2 separate regions of the Danio rerio genome follow, and region 2 is linked to region 1. A link is a contact called in public Hi-C data. All regions are on one chromosome and are shown on one strand. The core of a region is the stretch at or near the end of the contact, and the rest is flanking DNA. Distances in the headings are between cores, read along the strand shown. Region 1 overlaps atp10d (ATPase phospholipid transporting 10D). Region 2 holds the start of lamtor3 (late endosomal/lysosomal adaptor, MAPK and MTOR activator 3).

Region 1 (5,611 bases), core at 1,492-3,991:
TTCAGGGAGCAAGTCACAAAGATTTTCTACAATGACAGTAAATAATATTTTATTAGATATTTTTCAAGGTACCAGTATTCTGATTAAAGGGGTAGTCCACTACGATATCATATTTTAAACTTTAGTTGATGTGTAAGGCAGCTGTGTAAACATAAACAACATCTCTGAATGTAAAATGCTCAAAGTTCAATGCAAAGATCTTGGTTTTTACAGATTTAGCTTAGCAAAGCCTACAATGAACGAATTTTGGGGACTACAAAAAAATACTTCCGGGCCTTGTGAGATCACAAACGTACCTTTACCGCGCACACACACTGCGCAGCTAAGGGCCGTGGCCAGAGGCGCTGTAATGTTATAGCAGAGGGAGCTAAAACACGTCCAAATGCTGCTGTTTCCACAGAGCTTCGTCTGTTTCTGTATTTGGGCTTCCAAAGGACACGACACAAAGACAGAAGTGCTTACAGTTCAATATTAATTATGTTCCAGAGAATTATAAAATACACAGCAAGCATGATTTAACAAAACAGCTCCAGAATCTCTGCTGGTTCAGTGCTGGATTCGGTTAAAATCTCTTCAAAGAATAAGCAGCTCCAACAAGCAGAAGCTGTAAACTCTGAGCCACAATCTGTTTGTGTTTTCATTTGCTAAAATTGATTATGACATGTACAGTGTCTAGCCTTAACGGTATGCTGTAGCTAAGATGTAAACAATGGTAAACACTGTTTGGCACCGATAACAATTTAGCTACAAATTCATATTTATCAGTCAAATTGCTGTGCACACACACACACACTTTACCAGTGCGTGCATGTCTCTCTATAGGCAGCTTTTTCATGCGTTTTACATCTCAGACAATAAACTCACAAAAGATATGTGAATGATTCATATTACTTACACATGCATATTCCAAATATATGTGAAAGACATCGTGTAACATTTTTTAAAAATACAGGAGAGCTCGCCTAACTCGTGTAGCAGCAGAAAAATCAATCAAGGCTCTCACAGGTCGCATCCCACATCTTGTGCTTTATTCTTCTGTCAACAGCATCACTGTATATTAAAGAAAATAACCTCATCCAAGCATTAGAGAAAAATAAAAATAAACATCGCTCCCGCGCACATGCGCTTCTCATGTTACACGCGTCTACGGACAGTTCACACACACATACACACACACACACAATTGCAAACTCTATTAAAGGAGCCGCACCCCATTTTCACTCGTTACAGACACTTGTCAGATTTTATTTTAGAGAGTGGGCATGACGTGGAGCTGATCTGCAAATCGCAGCACATTATGACACATGACCAATCAGAGTCAATTGAGGACGGGCATTTCAGAGGAACTAGGAAATATATCAGTCGTTTTCACGTTACGCTGAGTAGCTGTGTATAATCAAAGTGAGATTTATGAAAAAATAACCTGATTTCCTTCAAGTGAAATATGAGCACACATTGCTTTGCATCTTATAAACACAACCAAGCATTAAAATTACATTTATTACGATTCAAAGGCTTAATTAGGGTAATTAGGCAAGTCATTGTATAACAGTAGTTTCTTTTGCAGACAATCAAAATTATAATATAAATAATTAAATATAAATATAAATATAATTAAATAATAAAATATAATTAAATATAATTAAAATATTTAAACCTGCTTTCATTCTAGCCTAAATAAAACAAATAAGCGTTTCTCCAGAAGAAAAAATATTTTAGGAAATACTGTGAAAAATTCCTTGCTCTGTTAAACATATTTTGAGAAATGTTTATTAAAAAAAGATTCAAAGGAGGGCTAATAATTTTGACTTAATTGTTTAATCAATACATAATCGTTTTTACAATTATGACCAATATAATCATGATTTTAATAATCCTAATCGAGCAGCCCTAACTTCCGCCAACTCACCTGAACTCAGTTTTGTTTGCATGAATGATGACGCAAATAGCTGCGCTGTTTAGTTCCGCATTGGTGTGTAAACATTACATCGAACATTCATAGAACATGGGTTATTGTTTTATTGAGGGAGAATTATCTTGCCTTTATTATCGATATCGTTTATTGTCCTGTCATGCTTGTTAAACATTCAGATGCAATATTGTCCCACCATTGTTAAACCATAAATATTTAGTTTGGCTTGCGTGCGTGTGTGTGTGTGTGTGTGTGTGTGCGTGTGTGCGTGTGTGTGCGTGTGTGCGTGTGTGCGCGTGTGTGCGTGCGTGCATGCGTGTGTGTGTGTGCGTGTGCGTATGTGCCTGTGCGTGCGTGCGTGCAGCTGAAGATGATTTCTCCAGGGAGGTTATGGAACTGACGCAGAGACACCTGGACCAGTATGCAAGAGAGGGACTGCGCACTCTCTGTGTTGCTAAAAAAGTACGTCTTTCACTCTCACTTCTCTTATTTGAATGATCTTTTTTGCATAGACAGCATGTATTAAAATGTCTCTAACATGATATCAAATTTTGGTGGTAATCATTGGGATATTATGGACAGGTGTTGGGAGAGCAGGAATACGAAGCCTGGATGAAGAGACACGAGTATGCTGAAACCAGCATTGAAAACAGAGAGGAGCTTCTGCTTGAATCTGCTGAGAGACTGGAAACTGATCTCACGTTGTTGGGTGAGAAATGAAGACAATGAGGACATCAATGGAATCTTTTAATATGTTGTTTGTCCTAGGCTAACTCACTATTGACTTACAGGGGCGACGGGTATTGTAGACCGCCTGCAGGAGGAAGTGCCTGAGACTATTGAGGCTCTTCAGGAAGCTGGGATCAAAGTATGGGTGCTCACAGGGGACAAACAAGAGACTGCTATTAATATTGCTTTTGCCTGCAAACTCCTCAGACCCACAGACCACATACTGATGGCCAACTGTGACAGCAAGGTAAATAGACATGTTGGATGAAGGTAACTGTAGGGAAATTATATATATATATTACTTTTATAAATAGTTGGAACAAACTGACCACTTGTTCCAGACTAAAATTACATTGTTGTAAAATAAACACATCAGACTAGTGCAACATTTGTCAAGTAGGTGACTCTTTAAATAAAACTTGACACTCAAAGGGCTCTATTTTGACGGTCCATGTGCAAAGCGCAAAACGCAGGGCGCAAATGCTTTCAGGGCGTGTCAGGACGTGTTTTTGCTAATTTAAGGACGGGAAATCTGTCTTGCGCTTTGGCGCATGGTCTAAAAGGGTTGAGTTCATTTTCTTAATGAGTTATAGGTGTGTTTTAAGAATAAACCAATTACAGTCTCATCTCCCATTCCCTTTAAGAGTCAGCTGCGTTGCGCCAAGAGCGCATTCGCTATTTACAGGACGTAAAGTAAGTCTAAGTGGAAAAAATGAGCATTTCACAAGCAAACAGATTAGAAACCAAAGAAAACAAGAAAACTGTTAAACAGAGCATTTATTGCGTTAGAATGAGAGATAATGGATCACTTTCACTTTCGCTCTTGGATAGGGAAACCTTTACGCACAGATATCAATTAGTCTATAAATAATTACTTTTGTTTGTTAAGCGCAAATATTCGTTTCAAAACTATTTCTAAATTCAGTTCTAATTTTCAGCAAACGAATAAATGAATAATAATAGCAAAATGTGCTCAAAAACTTGAGTTATATCCTAAAACACATGCTGTGCCCCATATGGTCTAAAACCTGACAGGTGGGCAAATCTAAGCTTATTTTTAATAAAACAAATATAAATATGGATATAATAAATAATACTGCTAATAATAATAACATTATACAAAAGCAAATTGTTATGAATGAACTAAAAAAGCCTCCCGAGATGAATAAGACATAAAAGCAGTGGTTTTTATATATGTATGTAAGTTAAAAAAATAATATGTTTTGTAATATTTTAATCCTTTATATTTATATCCTATATCTATTCTTATTATATCCTATATATATATTCTTAATATTTAAATTTTTCATATGTAAAGATATTTGCCTATTGCTCTCTTGTGCGTATTAAGCAGTGCGTAAGCGAGGCGCAACTCTGCGCCGGAGTTTAGACCGGGTTAGTTTTGGTCTAATGAAAAATCTATTATAGTTTCTCAAAATAGCAACGCACCAGCGGTCCGCCTTTTTAGACCAGAACGCCTATGGGCGCAAAAATGAGCGCTAATGCATTTGCTATTTAAACAGCGTAGTGCAAAGCCTCAAAACGACACTTGCGCCAAGCTTAAACTACCAAAAGACTACTGTGTCACGCCTTGCGCCACACTGCGCCGGGTGTATGATAGGGCCCAAAGTGCTTTACACATTAAGGGAATCTCCTCATTCACCACCAGCCAGTGGGCATCATCCACCTGGATGATGCAACGACAGCCATATAGCGACAGACCGCACACCAGCTGATTGGTGGAGAAGAGAAGCCAATTATGATATGGGGATAGTTAGGAAGCCATGAAGGCCAGTGGGAAAATTTGGCAAGGATGCTGGGGTTAAACCCCGAGACTTTTTCGAAGGACATCCTGAGGTTTTTAATGACCACAGAGAGTCAGGACCTCGGTTTAACGTCTCATCCGAAAGACAGCGCTCACTTAGCAGTATAAAGTCCCCTTTTACTATACTGGGGCATTGGGACTCTCACAGAATGCAGGTTGAGTACCCCCCTGCTAGTCTCACTAACACCATTTGCGACAGCAACCTAGCTTTCCCATGTGGTCTTCCATCCAGGTACTTGTTGTTGACCATGTAAGAGTTGCAGGGAGCTAACTGCCAGCAGTAAAACATGTATAATATTTTAATTCACTCCACAACAAATACCTTATATTTTGAGAACAGAGCATCACTCTGAAAAATGTAAGTTGGAACAAACAGAAGTTAGAGAGTCATTGGATTTATCCAACATTTATTTCTTTTACTTTTTCTTTTACTAATGGCACATTGGTAGTTAACCATCTCAGCTCCTTGAGAATGGAGATTCATGACTAGTGCAAAGCAAGACATGTGAAGTTTATACAGTACAATGTGTTTCAAATGTTTGTGTCTTTGTGGTGTACTAATACAAAAATATGGCTGCATCTGAAAGCATTCCAAAGCTGAAACACATCATAGCACAACCGTATCTAAATTCTGCTTTACATCTCTTAAGGTCAACTGATTTTGAAGTCAGCATTGATGTATCCTTCAGCATCTGACATTGCAATATTCCGTCATTGTTTGCATGTTTACATTTTGCTTCATAAATTAATTGCTTTTACACTATAAAAAATATGGGATACCCCCCAGGCGAAACGGTTAGTTATGATTATTATTATTATTATTATTATTATTATAAACAAAGGATAGAATAAATATTATGCATTAGATAATAGTTAAAATTAATAGCTAATATAAAGAAATTGAATCAAGTTATCAAATCTCATTAACCTTTCCTTCACTGTATAATGTATTCTGATTAAAGAGCAGCAAATTAATATCTTACTTTGATTGTTCGTTTGATTACATTAAATAACAGAGGTGTCACTTTAAAAATGCACACATCTATGATGAAAGTATTCGATTGCTTTCCTAACTTTTTATGCTCATTTCTTTAAAAGAAAACCCAGCAAGATTGACATATTCAGATATTATTATTATTAATAGG
Region 2 (6,124 bases), core at 2,524-5,023, 51 kb after region 1:
CAGTGACAACTTCTTTAATTTTGATCTCTAAAGTAAAAATGGCTCATTGTGACAGAGAAATACTCACCCGTGTTAGCGTTACTACTTGCGATGAAACTTATCACTAAGGGTAATCGGTTGAACTGTACAATCTGCCAATGATAAACAGCATACGTTAATATAAGAAATTCTGAGTAACTAGCAGATCAAATGTGTCTTATGTCAAAGAAAGCACCTGATATGTGTTGTAGTAACAAATGATGCTCTTATTTTTGGACAAGCCCAGCTTGCTGCCCTGGTCGGTTGCCAAAGCAAAGGTGGACAAGAAGGCCGGCCGCAGCGCATATTCAGGAGCATTGTCATTAGCCACTAGAGTGGACACAAGCAACATTTCAGAGCTTTACTACATAGATATACTACACATATTATTTTAACATACATATATAGAACATAAAAAGTAGACTTTATTTTAAGTAGATGCTTGAGCTTTCCTTTCATCAAAGAATTCTAAAAGTGACATTTAACATAGCTTCCACAAAACAATGAAGTGGGGAAACTGATAATATTGATAAGATGACTTATTAATAATGATTGATTAGCAATAATAACTGATCATAACAGATTGATTTCTGAAGAACCATGTGACACTGCAGACTAGGGCTGTACAATATATCAGCATCAACATTGCAAATTGATCATTCGCAATAGTCACATGACAAATATAGGCAATGTTGAGTTTGGATTAAAATTCATTATTTGCATGTTTTTGATGCATGGAATTGTATAATGAGCTAAAAAAAAAAAAAATAATAATAATAATTGTATAATGACCTTAAACACATTCAGGCGTAAGAAGTTTAAGTACCATTTGTAACTTTGATAATGGTTAATTTTATAGAACTACTTTTATATTTATTATTCAGTTACCAAACTGAATTTTTTACTAAATTGATTTTATAATTAAAAATTCATATCGCTGCTTAGGTTCTTTTTATCGTTCTATTAATTGTTTTTCATTTAAAGTAAGAATAAAATTGATCTCTCAATTAATTTTTCCTATTATTGATTATGCTGATATTATTTATGACATTACCTCTGATGTTAATTTAAAACCTTTAAATACTGCTTCAATTCTTTGTGTCAATTTGTTTTAAGATGTCCTTATAGAGCCCAACATTCAATATTATACGAAACACTTGGTTTGCTTCAACCTAAGTTCTGCAGACAGTATCATTGGTATTTGTTTCTTTTTAAATGTGTTTATTTTAGTTTCCCCTCTTTATTTAAAGCAGCTTTTTGTTCCATTTACCTCATCATATTCGCTTCGTCATATGCAACAGAATTATTTTTTTGTTCCCAGAATTTCTACAGAAAGTGGCCGTAGGTCCTTTCGATACAAAGCTCCTTCCGACTGGAACGATCTCCCTTCTTTTTTTTGGATCAATTAAATCACTTAGTCTTTTCGAGCTAATTTATTTTCTTTTTTGGAAACAACTTGCGAATGTTATTAATATTGACTCCAAATTAAATGTTTATTATTTATTTGTATATCAAATTGTTAGTACTTTTGATTATATGTTTTTGTTTATTTAGGCTTAAGATTGTGGGAAGTGTTTCAGGCGGAGTGTGCTGCTTGTTTGATTGTTAGTTTGTCTTGTTAAGTGTATGTACGTTATGATGTGTTGTACTCTTTGATTTATGAACTTTTTAGGGACCCCCTCGAAAATGAGATGATTCATCTCAAGGGGCTATCCCTTTCAATAAATTCAATTCTTAAACGGAAATACTGAAACAATCAAACACTTTTTCAGTTGTATCTTTTTCTTGATTGCAATTATAGATTGTTGTGCATGAAAATACTCACAACACATGCAAATACAGAAGTGAATTGCAACTAGCACAAACCACATGGAAAATGTGTCGGGGGACCCAAAAAGTATATAGATTGTTCATTCGATTTTATTGAGATACAAATAGTTAACATTAATTCATCAATCGCTGATTAAACATGTGCATGAAAATACTCACAACACATGCAAATACAGAAATGCTCTGCAAATAGCACAGACCACATGAAAAATGTGTAAGGGGCCCCAAAACGTTTATAGATTATTGTATTTTATGGAGATACACTCCCATTGCAGAATCATCCCAATCGATCTAATATTATAAAATCTTTCCAAATAGAGATATTCAAGTAATCTGGTGAAACTGTATTCAAATCGCAAAATAAAAAATTATCGCAATGCTTGATTTTTCTAATATCGTGCAGCCCAACTGAAGACTAAAGAAAGTAATGATACTCACAATTTAACTTTGATTCAAAGGAATAAACTTTTTTTTTGTTGTTGCTACATTCATGTTTTAATTAAATGAAGTAAAGGAAATCTTACTGTTTTTATACATTTGACCAGTAGTATGCACAAAAATGTAAAAATCTGAGATCTGGTTTTCACCTTTGATTACAGGGACCCCATCTCTATCTGTCACCACAATTGCATGAAGTCCTTCAACACTGATGACAGATTAAAAATAAAGAAATCAGCATTCATTACATCTGGCAATGAATGAAATAAAATGTGTCTAAAATACAAAAAGAATGTCTTTACCTTGGTAGTTGTTTATACAAATAGCTTCTGAGATTCTGCAAGAATCAAGTCAAAACACATTATTAGACTCATGAGAAATTCACTACCAGAAAATTAATTTACAAATATACTCACATCTGCCATATTCATTGGACTGATTATGTACGTCGCCTGCAGCACACTCTAGGGAAAAAGTTGAAAAGTAAAGGACATGGCATGAAAATAATTGAGGTAAAGTTGGTTTTATATTCGCACATTCTTCTTAATGGTATAACTTCAGAAAAGTGTTGTTTCCAAATTCTAAATAGTGAAATCATATTAGCAGCCTATGACTATCAAAGTACAACATTGTTCACAGTCAAATAAATAGTGCTAATGTTGTTTTCAAGTCTACCAAAGTCCCTTTAAGGCATACTGTATTATATGTGTTCTATAGTCTTTGGTCATACTTGCACGTGATTTCAGATTGAATATTCAAAGTACCATGGTAAACAACATAGGAAATTGAGGTAAACTTGGTTTTATATTTGCATATTCGTTCAGTGATAACTTGATTTTGTCCCATATATTGTTTACCATGGTACTTTAAAACATTGGGTCTGAAAAATATGTGTAAGAATGACTTCAAAATAACATTACCACTATTTATTTGACTAAAAACAATCGTGTAGTCTGATGTTGACTGCTAATATGATTTCACTACTTAGTATTTGCAAAGAATACGTTTCAGAAATTATTTTATTAAGGAGAATGTCGAAATGTGTGAAAATAAAACCAACTTTACCCTAATTGAAAATTAACCATGGTTTTACTACAAATAAAAGCAAACACCATGGTAACTTTAGTTAATCCAAGGTAAACACGAATTAAGCATGCAACAGTAATAAAGCTATAGTTAACGTATAAAAATTGGTAATCAATACGTAGATAAACCATAATTCCTACACGTTTACTATAGTAAAACCATGGTTAATTTTCGTAGAAGATTATACGACATTACAACAGCATTTTACCAGCATCTTTGGCAACATGTTTAACGTTACTTACTAACTGCAGACATGTCTAATCCAGAAACTGTTATAAACCCAGAAAGCATCTATTAAAGTCATAATACACAAAAGGCAACAGACTTACCATCAACTGAACTCAACGCTTTATAAAAGTTCTTCTCTTGCGTTTCTGTGCGAGCATCACATGACAAAATACATACGCTTTTCCGTGTACGTCATATCCGTTAAAATGTCACGATCAAATTAACGAGAATTATTGTATTTTTCATAATTTTACCTATTTAATTTTATTTTACTTAACGTCTGCCCTCACAGTAACGTAAAAACGATTATTATTGTTGAAGTGTCGCAAAACGTATGCTGTGATATATTGATGTGCGCATGCGTATCTGCAGCTGCTTTTTAATTCATGCAACAAATATGAAAAACATAATAGAGTAATAAAAGTACAACAACACAGTAGGTAAAACATAATAAAATAGACAAACTATTACAAATAATGCTAGGCCTTGCTAATTTAAATGTGTCAACAGATATAACAGCTTTTTTGTTTGTACTCTCCTAATGGTATTTAAATAAATATCTAGTTCTTTAAGTAGCCTACCATTGAGAAAAGTATGGAGGACGAAACCTGCAAAAACAATAAATAAATAAATGAATAAATACGCAAATTATAAATAAATGAGTAAATGAATCCATAAATTCTCGCTTAAATAAAACATTAAATAAATAAATATGCAAATAAAGAAATAAATGTATATAAACAATCCACAAATTCCTGCTAAAATAAATATTTAAATAATTAATAGTGTGGGCAGGTAAATAACTAAAAAAATTACACGAGGGGAATAAGAAAATGCTAAATTAAAAGTTTATTTTTCCTCTCTTTCAAACGTTAATTAAAATAAACTTTTTCTTATTCCCCTCGTGTAACTTATTTAGTTATTTACCTGCCCGCACTATTAATTATGTATAGACTTGTTTATGCAGAAATTTGTGGATTTTTACACACATTTATTTATTTATTATTTTATTTATGCAGGGATTTATGGATTTATTTACTCATTTATTTATTTATTTGGGTATTTATTTAATTACTGTTTTTGCAGGTTTCGTCCTCCATAGAAAAAATTATCAAATTTTTGACTGCTATGCCATTATAAATTGTGAAAAGGATCAATAGAAAAGGCTTTAAGACAAATTAAATGTTTAATTATTCAAGTAGCCAAATTTTGACAGGGAAGTTGAATGAGCTAGCCAGTTTGTTATTTGCCTATATGCCATTTTTTTAAACCAGTTTTACCAGATTTTTATTTTTAATGATGGATAATAAATTTGATAATAAGTTTTTTTCATATTCACTTTTTAATGATAATCACATAACAATATTTAAATTGTATATAAATTGAAAACATTTTTGGTGCATCAAAAATAGTGTGGTTATGATCACCATCCAACAAGCTTATGGAGCAAAGATTAGTTCTTAAATGACGACAATAACTGCAAAAAGGTCCACTTTTTCAGAAAAAAAGAACCACTCTTATTTACAATAGGCTGGCTACAGGCCTGGATATTTATTAGGTAACGCTCCTCTAATCAATATTTTAAATAAACTTAGACCAATAGAAAATAACATTTACTAACCAATTCTAGCTGTACACCTTTAGACTGGTTGTTGCTTGATCAGATACATTTGCGGCCCGAAGTTAACAAGAATTATATTAAATATTTTTAAATTCCCCCTTAGTTGTATTTTATTGATGTCTACCCCCACCCCAACTCTAAATCAAACCAGTCACAATAATGAAAAAAAAAACAGGTGTACAGAATGTTGTTTGCTATTTATTAAATTAACAAATAAATTGTATTTTTTAAAGTCTACCCAACCCTAAATCCAACCGTCACAGTACTATAAAAATGTTATTGTCATACAGCATTACACAAAAATTATGCTACAGTGATGTATCTAATCTAGACTTTATCTTCTAGAAGAGGGGTGCCCAAACTTTTTCCTATGATGAGGGCCAAAAACCAAACTTGATTGAATGCTGCGGTCTAGAAGTAAATATTACAAACTGTAATTTTAAGGTTGCTATGGGTAATTTCCTAATTCATTTACATAAACGAAAAATGCATTGCTTTATATAAACTAATGCAGTATCATTTAAAAGAGAGAGAGAGAGAGAGAGAGAGAGAGAGAGAGAGAGAGAGAGAGAGAGAGAGAGAGAGAGAGAGAGAGAGAGAGAGAGAGAGAGAGAGAGATGGGCCAAATCAAAGCTTACCATGGGGCTAGTTTGGACATCTCTAGACTTTACCCAAGCAGTGCACGCAAACAGCGCTATCTAGTGGTGGTTACATAGGCTGCTGTTCATGATAACTAAAGTATTTTGTGGTTTTTATGTTTGTAGATGAGTGGAGTGGGTTATACAGCACCTAATATGTCTTCTTTTTTATCTGTGTTAATGTTTTGGTTTAATGTGCTACCTTTTTTACCATTTAACTACAGCAGATGATGATTTAACTTTAACTTAACTCACTGTAAATGGC

What was found. Hi-C and Micro-C count contacts between places; a contact is called where the count stands out from the background.
Region 2: a Hi-C map of an unstated tissue shows a contact between it and region 1, with 1.9 times the contacts expected there. The contact joins the promoter of lamtor3 here to the enhancer-like site in region 1. A contact is called at or near these places in 2 of 18 Hi-C or Micro-C datasets (caudal fin and an unstated tissue).

The regions. Positions count from the first base shown.
Region 1 is chr13:12,852,145-12,857,755 of GRCz12tu, forward strand. It overlaps atp10d (ATPase phospholipid transporting 10D), which reads left to right. Exons shown (of 21, transcript NM_001145607.1): 11 at 2,277-2,374; 12 at 2,495-2,621; 13 at 2,704-2,888. Among named protein-coding and RNA genes, the nearest start is that of dapp1, 22 kb to the right of the region's middle. Within about 2 kb of position 2,742, at least 4 of the 62 cell types and tissues checked have an H3K27ac peak or open chromatin away from gene starts, as enhancers often do.
Region 2 is chr13:12,902,135-12,908,258 of GRCz12tu, forward strand. It overlaps lamtor3 (late endosomal/lysosomal adaptor, MAPK and MTOR activator 3), which reads right to left and starts at 3,774. Exons shown (of 7, transcript NM_001431069.1): 1 at 3,702-3,774; 2 at 2,703-2,748; 3 at 2,589-2,623; 4 at 2,436-2,494; 5 at 215-348; 6 at 68-131. The coding sequence starts at 2,711.